Regions from separate parts of the Mus musculus genome. Here regions 2, 3, 4 and 5 are each linked to region 1. Evidence: chromatin contacts called from public promoter capture Hi-C data. All regions are on one chromosome and are shown on one strand. The core of a region is the stretch at or near the end of the contact, and the rest is flanking DNA. Distances in the headings are between cores, read along the strand shown.

Region 1 (2,700 bases), core at 193-2,692:
GTGAACAGGCATGCAATCGCTTTTTACTTCTCCATCTTAATCTCAGGGCTATATCATCTTTATTTTCCTGCGCAAGGAAGGAGATAGATAGTCTCCTAATAATTCTGCCCAAATATGGAAGGAGTTTAGGACTCAATGACAAGGCTCCGGCGCGGGGTGGGGGTGGGGGTGGGAGTGGGTGGGTGGGTGGGGAATAGAGTAGGGGGCGAAGGGGGAGGGGGTTGCAGGTAATCCTTCACACAAGAGTTTCTTTGCACACTTAAGAGTTATTTCTCTAGTCAGCTCCTGAGGCATCTCTCAGCAAGGTTTGCCAGATAACTAAGTGAAACTAACACAGCTCCAGCGCCGGTGAAATTGAAACAGGCTTAGGGACATGCATTTCATTTAGTGAATTTGGAGAGAGGACAGAGGGGGGAAAAGAATGACAGGAACTCGAAAACAAAGTAAGGAGTGAGGTTCTTTTTCTTCCTTTTTCTTTCTTTCTTTTATTTTATTTTTTTGGTTTGTCCACCTCTTGTTTCCTGGAGAAACAAGGACGGGGGAGCCATCAGTGTGAAAGTAAACACCTCACAAAGCTGCAGTGAGGAACAAGGGAACATATACAAAATGTTCCCCAACTTCACAGGTACACTGAAGAGATGAGGGGATAAGCAACAGGATGTGGACACTCCCTTACTGCTTCCGCTCCAGAGAACAGAATAGAATGTAATGGGCGAGGAACAGTAGCAGCACATAGGGGCATGAAATGAGGGGGAAATGAGGGGAACCCACCAGAGCATTCACCAGAAAGGACTGAAAGCCAGACTTTAAAATATCTGACAAGTTCTCGTCTGGAGAGACCGCAGCCTTTTATTCTTCAATAGAAGTGCAATAGGAGCATATCGGGTGGGCTCTTTCTCACTAACACGACTGCACTCTCGCCCTCCGCTCCATCCTGGAGTATCCTCGGTGCGATGGGATTGTTTTTCACAAGACTTGCGAACTTGTGAGCCAGGAATAAATGGTCACCTCGAAATGAATTGCGCTGGCTCAGGCGAGTCATGAAATCCTCTCCTAAGCACATTTTTCTTTCACCTAAAAAAAGAAGGGGGAAAAAAAAAACAAAGCACACACCCAAATAACCCAGCTCCCAAGAGGAGTCCCCTGGATGAGGTTCAGGGTCCCGGGGTCCCAGCCTCCCGGGGGGAGGGAGGGCACCCGTCGCCCCGGGCCCCGCCCCTCCTGCTGGCAAGGCTGCGCACCCGAACAACAACCATTTTCCCCGCTAGGAGCACACCGTGTCCACGCGCCCCGGCGGCCTCGCTGATTGGTTGGAGGCCTGGTAAACAAGGGCCAAGTAGCCAATGGGAGAACTGTGCACGAGGGCTGCACGAGCCTCCAGGCCAGCACTCGCGTGGAGCGCCAAGCCAGGCGGCTATATAAGCCGTTTCCGGCAGCCGCTTGACACTCTCCTCCTCTGGTCTCGGGGTTTCCAGAGTTTCTCCAGTTGCGGAAGACAGCTGTTATTTTTCTCCTGAAAGCTTTTGGCACAGCCGGCAGGCTGAAACTTCCAGGCACCTTTTGGAAAAGTTGTTAGGGTTTGTTTGAAGCTTTCTTTACATTTTCGTTTGGGTTTTCAAGCCCTGACTTTACGGAGGCGAGCTCTTCGTTTGCTTTGAAGGGTTCTTAAAGATTTTTTTCCTCTCCGGCTTTCGTTTTTCTTGAACCCACTCGGCTCAATCATGGTGATGTTCAAGAAGATCAAGTCTTTTGAGGTGGTCTTCAACGACCCCGAGAAGGTGTACGGCAGCGGGGAGAAGGTGGCCGGACGGGTAATAGTGGAAGTGTGTGAAGTTACCCGAGTCAAAGCCGTCAGGATCCTGGCTTGCGGCGTGGCCAAGGTCCTGTGGATGCAAGGGTCTCAGCAGTGCAAACAGACTTTGGACTACTTGCGCTATGAAGACACACTTCTCCTAGAAGAGCAGCCTACAGGTACTGCTCCCAGCAGGACTGATGGTGACTTGGGAGGTCTGTGGGTCGGGGAGGGCACCACTAAATGTTTCGAGTTGTTCGTTTGAATGGTTTGAACTGTTGGTCCCTATATTTTTTTACTTTGTAATTAGCAAGTTTTTCACTACCCTTCACCCCCCTAGAGTGATTTGAACACTTTCTGAGGTACTGTTTCCTGAAAGTGTTGTCTTAGCTACTACTTAAAGATTAATGTATTTGTGGATTTCGCAACTTTCTGTCCAAGAAAGTGCTCTGGGATCTTTTCTTCCATAGTGTAAGAGATGAAAGTGGAAGTGAAGTAAGGTAGTCTACTGCCCAGGCACTCCTCATTGACGCTTTCAAAATGTAACAAGAAGCCTAATGGCCCCTTGTCTTTGTTTCCCAGCAGGTGAGAACGAGATGGTGATCATGAGGCCTGGAAACAAATATGAGTACAAGTTCGGCTTCGAGCTTCCTCAAGGGTAGGCATCCACCGTGTGCACCTTGCACTCTTATTTCTAAGTCTTCCCCCTCCATTGATCTCTTACAGTTCTTAGCCTTAATTTTGGTTCATTGTTTTGACACAGGCCCCTGGGAACATCCTTTAAAGGAAAATATGGTTGCGTAGACTACTGGGTGAAGGCTTTTCTCGATCGCCCCAGCCAGCCAACTCAAGAGGCAAAGAAAAACTTCGAAGTGATGGATCTAGTGGATGTCAATACCCCTGACCTA
Region 2 (2,759 bases), core at 111-2,610, 1.1 Mb after region 1:
GCCTCTCAAGTCCTGGGATTAAAGATGTGCCACCATGCCCGGCTCAGTTCCCTTTTTTTATTCCACTGCTTTTAACTACCTCGTGATCTGAAGTGGCTGCTGGAGCTCTGGCCATTCTATGGACACCCTATACACAAAGAAAGAGAAACGGAGAAATTCTACTTACCATTTCCCCCTATCTATCTATTAGGGAGGCTAAGAAATGCATCTCTGTGGAGACAGACAACATCCTAAGGTTAGAGTCAGTGCTTCAGTAAAGAGGAAGGAAATCAATGTTAAGGTAGACCTCCAACTCTCTTTGCTACCTCACTGTTCCTTTTGAGTAATTACTTTCATTGTTTAAAATGTTAATCTATGTTTGAGTGTTTTGCCTACATGTTTGTATGTGCACCTGAAGGTGTTGTAGCGCCTGGAACAGATGATTATGAGCCACCTTGTAGGTGCTGGGACCAAACCCGGGTCCTCTAAAAGAACAGTAAGGGCTCTTAACCACTGAACCATCTCATCAGGGTTTATGACTTCTAATGGCTTTATGGTCGGCCTCATCTCACCGATCTACACACTTGTCTAAGATTCTGCCAGTGCTAATGACTGCAAGACCACTGAAACCTCAGTGGCAGACACGCTACTCTCACAGGACACCTCTCACTGTCTCAGCTCACTCAGTCTCTCCTGTGTCCAGAGTTCTTTGACCCCACTGGGCCCTCCATCAGCCTATTTTATCTTCACTTCCAGCCGACTGGTTTCAAAACGCTAGTCCAATAGTATATTCCCAGCCTACCTGTGCTCTCACTCATTAGCTGTTTGCATTAATCCACACAGCTAATCACAGTAACAGAAAACACCGCTTTGATGAGTTTGGGCATCACATAGAAGTAAGTCTTCTGCAGTAACTGCCATCACGTGTCTAGTCAATTCTCTGTCCTACTTTTTATTTCATGCCTCCTGGGACAACTAAAAAGGTTGCTTGGTAGAGGCGTACGCGGAATATGAAAATGTGGATCCACTATGCACCGCTGTCCAGTCGTTTGAGGTGATCCTGTTAAAAGTGCAGATTCTAATTCTGTACCTAGGGCACGGGGAGGCCTCGGATTCGGCTTTTCTAATAACCGCGTGCCCCATGGATAGACAAACTGCTTAGGAAGACAAGACGCCCCACTATCAAGCCCTGGGCGGACAGTTCACAGCCCTAATCCCGACCCGGACCCCACCCTCGGCCCCGCCCCAAGCCGGAGCTGCGCACGCACCCACCACAGAGGCGGTGCTGGTGGCTAGAGAGGCAGGCGACCCAGGCTGAGGAGGGGGCGGGGCTGGAGCGCAGGGGGCGGAACAAGAGGCTCGGTGGGCGGGGCCAGAGGCAGAGGCGGTACCTCGTCGCGGGCCTTGTAGCCATTTTAGGAGGAAACCCGGTTCGCTGGTTTGGGGCGCGGCTTCAATTTCAATAACTTTATTGGTCTCCTTGTACGCCGAACAGCCGGCGTGCGTGTAGCCACGCGAGCCCGGAGCGCATCGCCCGAGGTGAGCGGCGTGGGGGGTGTGCGGGACCGGGGCTGTGGGGCAGCGAGGGCTCCCGGAGCCGGTTCTCCGAGCCGAGGCGTCCGTGAAGCGGGTAAGGGAGGGGACCCCGGGCGCGGTCCCCTGCGGCGGGGATTCCCTTCCCGGGCGCAGGGGCGGGGCCGGGGCGCCCCTGACGCAGCCGCGGGGGTGTTCCCCGCCTGGTGTCATTCCCCGCGGCAGGTTGCCCCCGACTCGAGCTGCAGCCATGGGAAACACTACCAGCGAGCGGGTGTCCGGGGAGCGCCACGGAGCCAAAGCTGCTCGAGCTGAGGGCGGCGGCCATGGCCCGGGAAAGGAGCACAAGATCATGGTGGGGAGCACGGACGACCCCAGCGTCTTCAGCCTGCCCGACTCCAAGGTGAGGTAGCGGGGCTGCCGGCAGCTCCGCCCTTCTTGGTTCTTCCTCCTCATTCTCAAGGGTTATGGGCTTTTTAACTAGAAGGCTATTCCGCGGATAGAGATGCTGGGTGCTAATTCCTCCTAGATACTACCTCAAATTAGGATAGGGGCGCGGAGTTGTTTTCCTGCTGCTCAGAGTAATCTGTGGGCCAACCTTTTAGGACGAGTACCAAAAACCCATCCCCTGCCAGCCCCATCCTTGGATCTACGTGCAGGTTGCCCTCTTCCAGAGCTTGCAGGATGTATAGGTTGTGAGCGCGGGTGGAAACTTCGGAGGGTGCGTTGTCTGAGCTATTGAAAAGGGCTCAGTTTCTCACATTGGCCTCAAGATAGCTAGATGACTTCTCCCTGAAAATGTCTCTGTGTAGGTCTCCTTCTTGCTCTCTCTTACGTGTTCTGCATCACCTCTTCGATCCTCGTCCACCTTTGTATGGCTCTGAGCTGCCATCAGTTGATTACTTGAATACTTTCCCCTAGTCTTGGGGATCCATATAGGACATCATTTGGTTAATGGCTCAGATCTTTTTTTGAAACGTGCCGTTTTAAAATGTAGCTGTGAGCTTTGCACAGGAGAGCAAGTCACTTTACTTCACTCCTCAGAAGTACTTCAAAACGTTGCCCGGGGCTCAAAACCACCCTCTACTGACCTGAAGCCTTAGCTCTCAATTCCATAGACTTGGAGCCAGAGGCCACTTTTGGTCACTCAAAAGAAGAGCCAGATGGAGCTGACAGCAGTGTGATTGCTACCCTAATGTTCCTAATCACTTAGAAATGTCAGCATTAAATACATGTAATTTCTCCCG
Region 3 (2,700 bases), core at 144-2,643, 1.6 Mb before region 1:
TAAGCACCTGAAGGGAAAAGTTATCACAGTACTAAATTCTTTTTTCCTCTACTTGACCAAAATTCCAGTGTTCACCACCAAGCAGGGAACTCCAGGAGTGTGCCCCCTAGGAAGGAGATGAAGTACACCCAGGAAACGGAAACATGAATAGGCAAAGGTGGGCAAGGAGAAAATACAGAGGAGGACTAGAGGCTCAACAGACAGGCTTTATTCTAGAGCATACCTGCAGAGGGGGTGGGGCCAAGTGTCTAAAGTGGAAGGACCATACCATTTCCTTTTGTGTCAGCAGTTGCTATGGGTAGCGAGACAGACAGGGTCAGGCAACCAATAAACATCTCCTGTGGTTTACCCAGGTAGGAGGGGTAGGGTGAGGAGAAATCTGGAAAATGAGTTGGCATTAGCTTTGGCTTAACTAGAACGGAGGCACTTTATAAAATGGCGATACCACGGCTAACAACAGAGAAAAAAACATTTTCTCTTAATGTGGTACAGCTGCTAAGGATTTGCAGATTCTTTGTGGAATGAGGGGAAGCCTGCAATCCTAGAGGCTGTTGGCCACAGGGATGGGTAAGCAAAGAGGGAAGGACGAATGGTTCAACTTGTGTTATTTTATTTTATTAAAGTTACAGGACTTTATAACGAATTTCCATCAGTAGACATCATTTTCTAGCAAAAATTTAAAAATATCACCTACTGATTATTTCGGACAGCTCTGACAACCAAAGGCAACAATCAAACATGGTAGCTATCTGTGGCCATTCCATTTTGTAAAGCTCCCCAATTTTGTTTAAACAGAGTTCCTGAAACCTAAGAAATTTGGTTCTCACAACCAAAGTAACTTGCTTTTATAGATTCGTGCTTTCCACGTCCTTATCGACGCCCCAGTAATAGAGTTGTTTGGCTTTTTTTTAATCAAACCTTCTTACATTTTTAACTCATCTTATTCCCCAGCTACAACTAGCCAATCACTTTCCTACCCTGTAACTCCTGTCTGTGGTTCTTGGATCCTAGACGGCATCTACGTAAATCTTCCCAAGTAAAGCCCGCGGTCGATCCCTTATCCTCTTCTCGCTGATTTTACAACGCACAGGATCAGAAAGCAAAAGACCAGATGCTCCAGAAGCAGCCAAGCGCCCGGGCTTTCATCCTGCGGTCCCTTTAAGAACAGAACCCTTTCCGGGCCCGCAGACCTAACCGACCCCAGTTTTAACCGAAACCAACCTGGACTTCCCCCTCTTGACTCAAATAAGACTAACTTTGGATTTTCCCTCCCCTCTCGACCAATCATATTCTGTTACCAGGCAGACTTTCACTGCCTTCGTCTTGGAGGCAGCAACGGCCAATCACAGAGCAGGCCGTGCGTGTATCCAGGCAGATCGCGGCTGGCATAACCATTCAGAAAAAGGAAAAATAAAAGCAACGCACGAGCCCGCCGGCTGGGCACCGTGGGGCTGGGCAGGAGCTGAGGTAGCCACAGGGTAGTTTCTCTTTCTCTCTCACCTATCTAATGTCCGTGCTGGAAGGCGACGGTTCCGAGGTAGGAGGGGCAACAGCACTCCGGAGCTAGCAGGACCAGCTCCTTGCCCCTGCGCACGTGCCCGAATCTGGGACCCTGTTCCCCGCAGGGTTTCCTGCGCCCAGCCCCCTGAGTTCGGAGACCTAGCCCAGCACCTGGGGTTGGGGTGGAGGGGCCCGAGGGGAGTGGGGACGCTTCGGAGTGGGATGTCGTGGGATGACGTAGGGTCCGCGCCGCGGCGAGGGGGGCAGCGGGGGAAGCCGTGGCGAGACTCAGTAATGAGAACTTGGGCCCAGTTTTTTTCAAACCTGGAAAGGCCGAGTATGTTTGTATCCCTTCCGACCTTCCAGGCAAAATCAATGGCGAGGAGTCTATTAGAGGATCGGAGAACTTTGACTTGTCGTTATAGGTGTTGAGGGGGGGCGGCTGGAGGGGCTTGGGGGGGGGGGGGCTGGAGGTGTTGCAGCACTGGGAGAAATTGTAAGATTTCTTTTAACGTGGACTTCTCCACCCCTATCCCTTCCCATAACAGTTTTCCAGATTTGGGAGACTTCAAAAGGTGGGACATATAGAATGGAGATGTCAGAGATCTCTTTGGGTATACAAGGGCCTGATAAAGTAACAGAATAATTCTAATTTTAGAGAAGGCAAGTGGTGTGGAAAACCACTGGAGGAAGCTTTGCTTCTGTTTGTATTTCTGGGTAGAGACAGGAGGACTGCCTTGGGGTCTCTAGGAGAAAGGAAGCTTGGTAGTAGTTAAATCCTCAGCGATCTCCTCTCTCAGCTGTAGCCCTCATGCTGGGATGGCAGAAGATAAACCTGATGCTAAGAGCCCCAAGACTGGGGCAAGGCCCCAAGGTGGTGCTGACGCTGGAGAACCTACCACCCTCCTCCAAAGGCTCCGAGGTACCATTTCGTAAGTAATTGTCTCTGTCTCCAAACCCTGTTCCAGACCCAGCTGTAGATCCTTGTTGCCCTGCACTCCTTCCTCAGGCAAGTGTTTCAGAGCAGGCAGGCTGAGGTCTGTGGTCCGTAGCTGTTTGGTCCTTTTTCTGTCTCTAGCAGTCAGACAAAGGGATGGGGAAACCTTGTGACCTCCAGCTTTCTCTTCTTCTCCACAGCAAGGCCGTGCAGAACAAAGTAGAGGGAATTCTGGTAAGCATGCTGGGAAGGGACAATACAGG
Region 4 (2,704 bases), core at 142-2,641, 1.1 Mb after region 1:
GAACAGAGAGGAGCCATTGAGGCCTCAATCCTACACAAAGAACTACAGGCAACTAAGAAAAGCTAAGAGCAATAAAAGGGGTCTTCTCTAGGGAGGAGCACACCAACTGGCTGTCCAGTGCCAACCAGTCAGCCCTGAAACGTACATACAAGTGACACTAAACACACTGAACTAGTATATCTAGGAGTATTTATGTACATAGGTATAAGCATAGGATAACGATTAAGTGGGGGGAGGGAACATGGATTTGAAGGAGAGAATGGGAGGGTTTATGAGAGTGTAAAGAAGTAAAGAGGAGGTGTAACTATAATCTCAAAAATAAAAATTTTAAAGTTGAATATAAATGGAAAATATTAATATGAACTGCTTGTCTTTCACTTCGCCCTCATCGTCATCTGCCCCTCCTCTAAGCTAACGGAACTTTTTTTTTTTTTTTAAAGAACGAGTCTCTCTATTACATAGCCCTGGCTATCATGGAACTAGCTGTGTAGAGCAGGCTGACCTTGAACTCAGAGATCCACCTGCCACTGCCTTCCAAGCGCTGGGTTAAAGGGTGCGCCACCGCCTGGCAGAAAGGCACATTTTGTTGCCTTTCCAAACCCTCACCTTTTGGTGGTACTTGGCACGTGTAAGTCAAGCGCTTCCTTATGCTTTCAAAAGCACGTATCCGCTAGTAAAGAAACTGGGTCCTAGGGCCGCTATTTATTTTGTTTATCTGCTCCCCATACCCCACAGTACTCTCTCGACAGCAACAAATAACGACCACGAGGTGACAACTGGTGAGTCATTATGACTTTCCGTTACACCAGCACTACATTCCCAGCAGACACATAAGGAAAGGAGTCTTGGGATGTGGAATAGAGAGAACGCCGCAGGATGAGGATGCTCCAGGTCCACTGGGGTCTGCAGGCCGGCGGTCTCTAAATCTGGAACCTACAAACTGAGGTCTACACATCTGGAGCCTACACACCTGGGGTCCACACATGTGGGATCCCCTCACTTGGGACTCGTAATGGCAAGTGGGCTTAATACGAAAGCACAAGAGGCACAGGACAGGACAAACTTTGCTGGGCAGCGCAACTTTGAGAGTTCATTAGGGAGCCGCAACAAGTGAGTGCGCATGCCCAGTCGGCAGGGAAACGCAGACTGGGAGGAGCGAGAGCGGCCGGGAAGCTGCTGGCTCCCCCGCTGTCCCCGCGTAGGCCAGCGCTGCCGCGCGCCTTCCCGGCTCCCGCCCGCCCCCGGGCGTCCCCGGCCCGCTCACCAGTCAAGCCCCACTGCTGTAAGTCCGGTTCCTGCACCCGCGTCCGAAGCGGCTCCGGCCCGTGTTCGGCCGGCAGCGCCTGCAGGAAGCGCGGCAAGCCGCTCGCCATCCCGAGAGGCCCCGCGCCTTCGCTCCCGCGCGTGCGGAGTACAACGCACCGCCGCCAGAGGGCGCAGCTCGCGCGCCTTCCCACGCTTCCTTAGCACGCAGGTGCGGAAGACTCTGGTCTAAGTGTGCGTCTGCGACTAGGACCTAGAGGCTGCCTTTGCTAAAAGCTCTGACTCCTAACTTGGGTTGCTTGGGTAGCTAACAGCAAGCTCAAAACTTGGCAAGCTCCCCACCCCCCCTTAATTTCTTATCTGTCTTCTTTAAACTTTGGGTCCGATTCCTGAGCAGCTTTCCATGTTTTCAGTTACGATGCACATGCCTAAAAACTAGTACTACAAGGTAGATACGTCTTATATTATCTAACCTTTTTCTTCATGTATGACTAAAAACACCAAAATAAGATTAACTTTATCTCTTAAAATGTGTAGTGACAAGATACATTCAAAGAAAAGACCCTGGTGGTACATTCCTGTAATCTCAGCATTGGGGAGGCTGAGGCAGGAGAATTTGTGAGTTCAGTCTAGCCTGGGCTGCAAAGCAGGAAGGTGTCAATAAATAATAAAGATCAAAGCTCAGTTAGCAGAATGCTTGCCTCGAATGTACCAAGCCCTCGGGTGGGGCATGAGGGTGAGCACCTGTAATCCTAGCCCTAGGGAGCTGTCGGCAGGAGGACCGGAGCTCACGGTCAGCCTCAGCTACACAAGTTTGAAACCAGCCTAAGGTGCAGTAAACCTTTTCTTAAAAATAAAGTGCGAGAGAACTTCCCCCCCCCCCATCCCCTCAAGATTCCAAGAGTAGCCATTCAAACAGAACATCTATGTGTGATAAAAACAAAAACAAATAACAAATAACTAATGGCCACGTTGTCCTAAGAAGGACCAAGGCTGGCCCCACTATGCAGAAGTAGTCCTCTAATGACTAAGGGACTTTACCCATCCCGTTATACAGACTTCTCCAGGAACACACAGAACCAGAACTGAGGTACAACCAGATCAAGAGGGGAGATGTCAGATACACCAAGGTCATCGCACCCCTCTGTGATCAATTATCCCGTTATACAGACTTCTCCAGGAACACACAGAACCAGACCTGAGGTACAACCAGATCAAGAGTGGAGGTGTCAGATACACCAAGGTCATCGCACCCCTCTGTGATCAATTACGTTGAGGTTAAAGATTAACTCAAAAAAAAAAAAAAAAAAACAGTTCTCAGTGGGTACTTGAAGTTTCTTGTTTATAATATGAACTACTAGTGGGCTCTTACAAGAACATAGTGTGTTATCTGTCCCTTACCAGTGGAACTGAACAAACTTGCCCCCGTTTTCCAATAGAG
Region 5 (2,700 bases), core at 160-2,659, 1.6 Mb before region 1:
AGAGCAACAGTACTAAACCACTGAGCCAAATTCTCAGCCCTTTGTCTTCAGCTTTAGCTTTTTATCTGCCTCCCAGTTAAATACGGAAGCAGGGGCATGGTTCACTCACCATTTGTCTGTTTCAATAACAGACATGTAGTACTATAACCCATACTTTCTTGATCCCCTCCCCCAAACCTTAGAAAATGTTATTACATCAGATACTACTGTTGTTAATGTAGTGCTATAATAATATTGTCAATATTATTATACAGAAGTTGAGGGTTAGTCCAGCTTGGGGGCATGTGGATATATTCCCACATGTTCCACAGGCCAGTGGCTTGAGCCAAGGAATATCACAAGCAGCCTGGGAAAAATAGACTGTCTCTAAAAAGGGAAAGAGGATAGGAAGGAAGCTAGAGAAGAAAGGGAAAGAAAAAAAAAGGAAACAAAGATCTCAAATCAGCTTATAAGTGCAATGAAGATGTCACCCAAGAGCTAGGCTCAACCCGTAGAATATTAAGAACCTACCCGCCTGCAGTGGTGGCACACGTCTTTAGGCGTAGCACTTGGGAAGCAGAGGTCGACAGATTTCTAAGTTCAAGGCCAGCCTGGTCTACACAGTGAGTTCCAGGACAGCCAGGGCTACACAGAGAAACCCTGTCAAACAAACCTACCCTTACAAGGGGCCTAAGATACTAAGAAAAGTCCCAGGAAAAGCGTTGGGACAGTGATTGTGGGGGGGGGGGGAGGGGTCTATGAGGCCTGTCTCACATGATTTTGTAGCCTTCGGAAAAGGAATAAGCCAAACTTTTGTCATTTCACTCACTTTTCCTAAGCTGGCTTGTCCAGCCTCTGTTAAGGCTTTGGCAGCTGGGGTGACCTTGGAAGCAGCACCTTGTCCCAGAGTGATGGTGCGAAACAGTGAAAGATTGAGGCGGTTGGACTGGGCCATTCCTGAAGCTATAGGGGCAAACTCATGGCATCATCCTTAAAGATGAGTAGGAAGAGGGAAATGAAGGTGATTGTACTCCTTTTTTCGTCCCTTCTCTTTCTTGTCTGTTTTCTGGCCCTCCTGCATGGGTCCTACCGGCTGACTTACGAAAGAAATCCCGTAGGATAGGAGAGGGAGAAAAAAGCCACTGGTGGCAGTTACGGTAACTCAGTGGTTTACGCAAATGAATAGTTTATATATAATTTGCATGTTCATACACTTTTGGAAGTACATAAAATATCGGTACCTCCACGTCCCTCCACTGATCTTACCCACGCTACTTCCCTCTCGGCTTCCTTAGTAAAGCCTGTCTCTTAGGCCCGCCCTCAAACACAGGGCCCGCCTTCCCCCGTAAGCCCCTCCTCCCTGCCCCCCCTCCCTAGCTTCCAAAAGCTCTTCCCCGCCCCCTTTTCCTTTCTGAACAGGCGTGAGTCGGGCAGCTCACTCGACTCAGATTACGATGGCATCAGTAGTGTCCTGACACCGGGAAGCAGGAAAGCAATCTCCCGGAAGAAAGGCTCGGGCCCAGGGGACTCTTACATCGGAACCCGCCAAGGAATTGTTATTTTGTGTCCTGCTAGTGGGGTCCGGTCCAACTTGAAGTTGCGTGAAGGCCCCTTCAGGCGGCGCCGCGGGCAGCCCCGCAGCCGGGGCCTGGAGCAGCCGCCGCGGCCGCTGTCAGGGAAGCGCAGGCGGCCAATGGAACCCGGGAGCGGCCGCTGCTGCTGAGGCGGCGGTGTCGGCAGTCCGACCCCGACCGCCTGCACCCCCTCCGCGAGGGTTCCCCGGAGGTAAGCGGCTCCTCCCCCGTGAGTCGCCTTTGCCTGTGTGTGTGTGTGGGGGGGTCCTTCTGCCACCCTGTCCCGCCCAGCCTACCGCGACCTGGGTTCGACTACAAAACTGCCCCCCTGGTGGCAGCTGCACCCCGAGGTCCTTCACCCTTTCCTCTCGGGCCCGGGGTAGTCTTCTCTGCTTTCTGGCTTCCTCTTCAGTTTAGCCCCTCCCTCTGCCCCGTGGATTCCACCTCCCCACCAGCAGGACACACACTTCGTACCTCTGTTGCCTCTGTTCCGTAACTATCTTCCTAAGTCGTGAACCTTTTCCACATTTGACCCCTTCTACAATATCATCCATGTTTGCCTTCCTCGCCGTTTGTGTTTCTGCTCACAAGCCTCTTCCATGGACTCCGCCTTTATCCCTTTTCCTATTTTGCCCCACTCTTCCGAGTCTGTGCAATCTCAGCACAGAGTTCTCATTTCCCTCAGCTACAGATTGTATCCCTCTCTTCTGCTTCCAATTCCATGACCTCACCATGACCCACTCCCCCAGCTCCTGACTTCCAAGAATTGCCTATTCCCTTCTCCTTAAAGGATCTCAGACTACTGTCATCATACCCAGATACCATCCACTTTGACCTTAGTCCTCAACCCCTCTCTAGGGTGCCTGATGATACCTGAAGCTGTCTTTGGCTTCTCTTTCCCCTTTCTCAATCTCCAGCCCTCTGGAGGGCTTCCCGTAGGAGAAAGCTCTGCCGTGAACACCCCTACAGATAGTGATTTCCAACTTTTGACATTCTCTCCAGGGATTTCCAACTTTTGACATTCTCTCCAGGATTCGGCTGATGTTTGTCTCCCTCGGCTCTGTTTTCCCTGTGGTCTTTAAGTGTTCTCTATCATGCCTTTTATCTCCACATATGATTTCAGATCAGCTAAAGCTTGAACTAAGAA

What was found. Promoter capture Hi-C pulls out the DNA fragments that hold promoters and counts their contacts. Capture Hi-C pulls out chosen DNA fragments and counts their contacts.
Region 2: a promoter capture Hi-C map of hippocampal neurons shows a contact between it and region 1, with 2.5 times the contacts expected there. The contact joins the promoter of Prkab2 here to the promoter of Txnip in region 1. A contact is called at or near these places in 1 of 39 promoter capture datasets (hippocampal neurons) and 1 of 9 other capture datasets (adipose tissue).
Region 3: a promoter capture Hi-C map of pre-B cells shows a contact between it and region 1, with 2.6 times the contacts expected there. The contact joins the promoter of Rfx5 here to the promoter of Txnip in region 1. A contact is called at or near these places in 2 of 39 promoter capture datasets (liver and pre-B cells) and 1 of 9 other capture datasets (adipose tissue).
Region 4: a promoter capture Hi-C map of liver shows a contact between it and region 1, with 2.5 times the contacts expected there. The contact joins the promoter of Chd1l here to the promoter of Txnip in region 1. A contact is called at or near these places in 1 of 39 promoter capture datasets (liver) and 1 of 484 Hi-C or Micro-C datasets (pro-B cells).
Region 5: a contact with region 1 is called in a promoter capture Hi-C map of adipose tissue, with 2.7 times the contacts expected there. The contact joins the promoter of Pi4kb here to the promoter of Txnip in region 1. A contact is called at or near these places in 2 of 39 promoter capture datasets (liver and pre-B cells), 1 of 484 Hi-C or Micro-C datasets (B cells) and 1 of 9 other capture datasets (adipose tissue).

Annotation. Positions count from the first base shown.
Region 1 is chr3:96,556,515-96,559,214 of GRCm38.p6, forward strand. It overlaps Txnip (thioredoxin interacting protein), which reads left to right and starts at 1,443. Exons shown (of 8, transcript NM_001009935.2): 1 at 1,443-1,971; 2 at 2,375-2,450; 3 at 2,556-2,700. The coding sequence starts at 1,722. It overlaps Gm15441 (predicted gene 15441), which reads right to left. Exons shown (of 4, transcript NR_040409.1): 3 at 772-1,883.
Region 2 is chr3:97,656,852-97,659,610 of GRCm38.p6, forward strand. Prkab2 (protein kinase, AMP-activated, beta 2 non-catalytic subunit) reads left to right here and starts at 1,361. Exons shown (of 8, transcript NM_182997.2): 1 at 1,361-1,518; 2 at 1,738-1,915. The coding sequence starts at 1,763.
Region 3 is chr3:94,952,715-94,955,414 of GRCm38.p6, forward strand. Rfx5 (regulatory factor X, 5 (influences HLA class II expression)) reads left to right here and starts at 1,394. Exons shown (of 10, transcript NM_017395.3): 1 at 1,394-1,537; 2 at 2,301-2,432; 3 at 2,638-2,671. The coding sequence starts at 2,320.
Region 4 is chr3:97,608,799-97,611,502 of GRCm38.p6, forward strand. It overlaps Chd1l (chromodomain helicase DNA binding protein 1-like), which reads right to left and starts at 1,392. Exons shown (of 23, transcript NM_026539.2): 1 at 1,265-1,392. The coding sequence starts at 1,373. It also overlaps a transcript of Fmo5 not described here.
Region 5 is chr3:94,973,322-94,976,021 of GRCm38.p6, forward strand. Pi4kb (phosphatidylinositol 4-kinase beta) reads left to right here and starts at 1,410. Exons shown (of 11, transcript NM_175356.3): 1 at 1,410-1,764. It overlaps B230398E01Rik (a long non-coding RNA gene), which reads right to left. Exons shown (of 4, transcript XR_003954666.1): 2 at 2,028-2,700.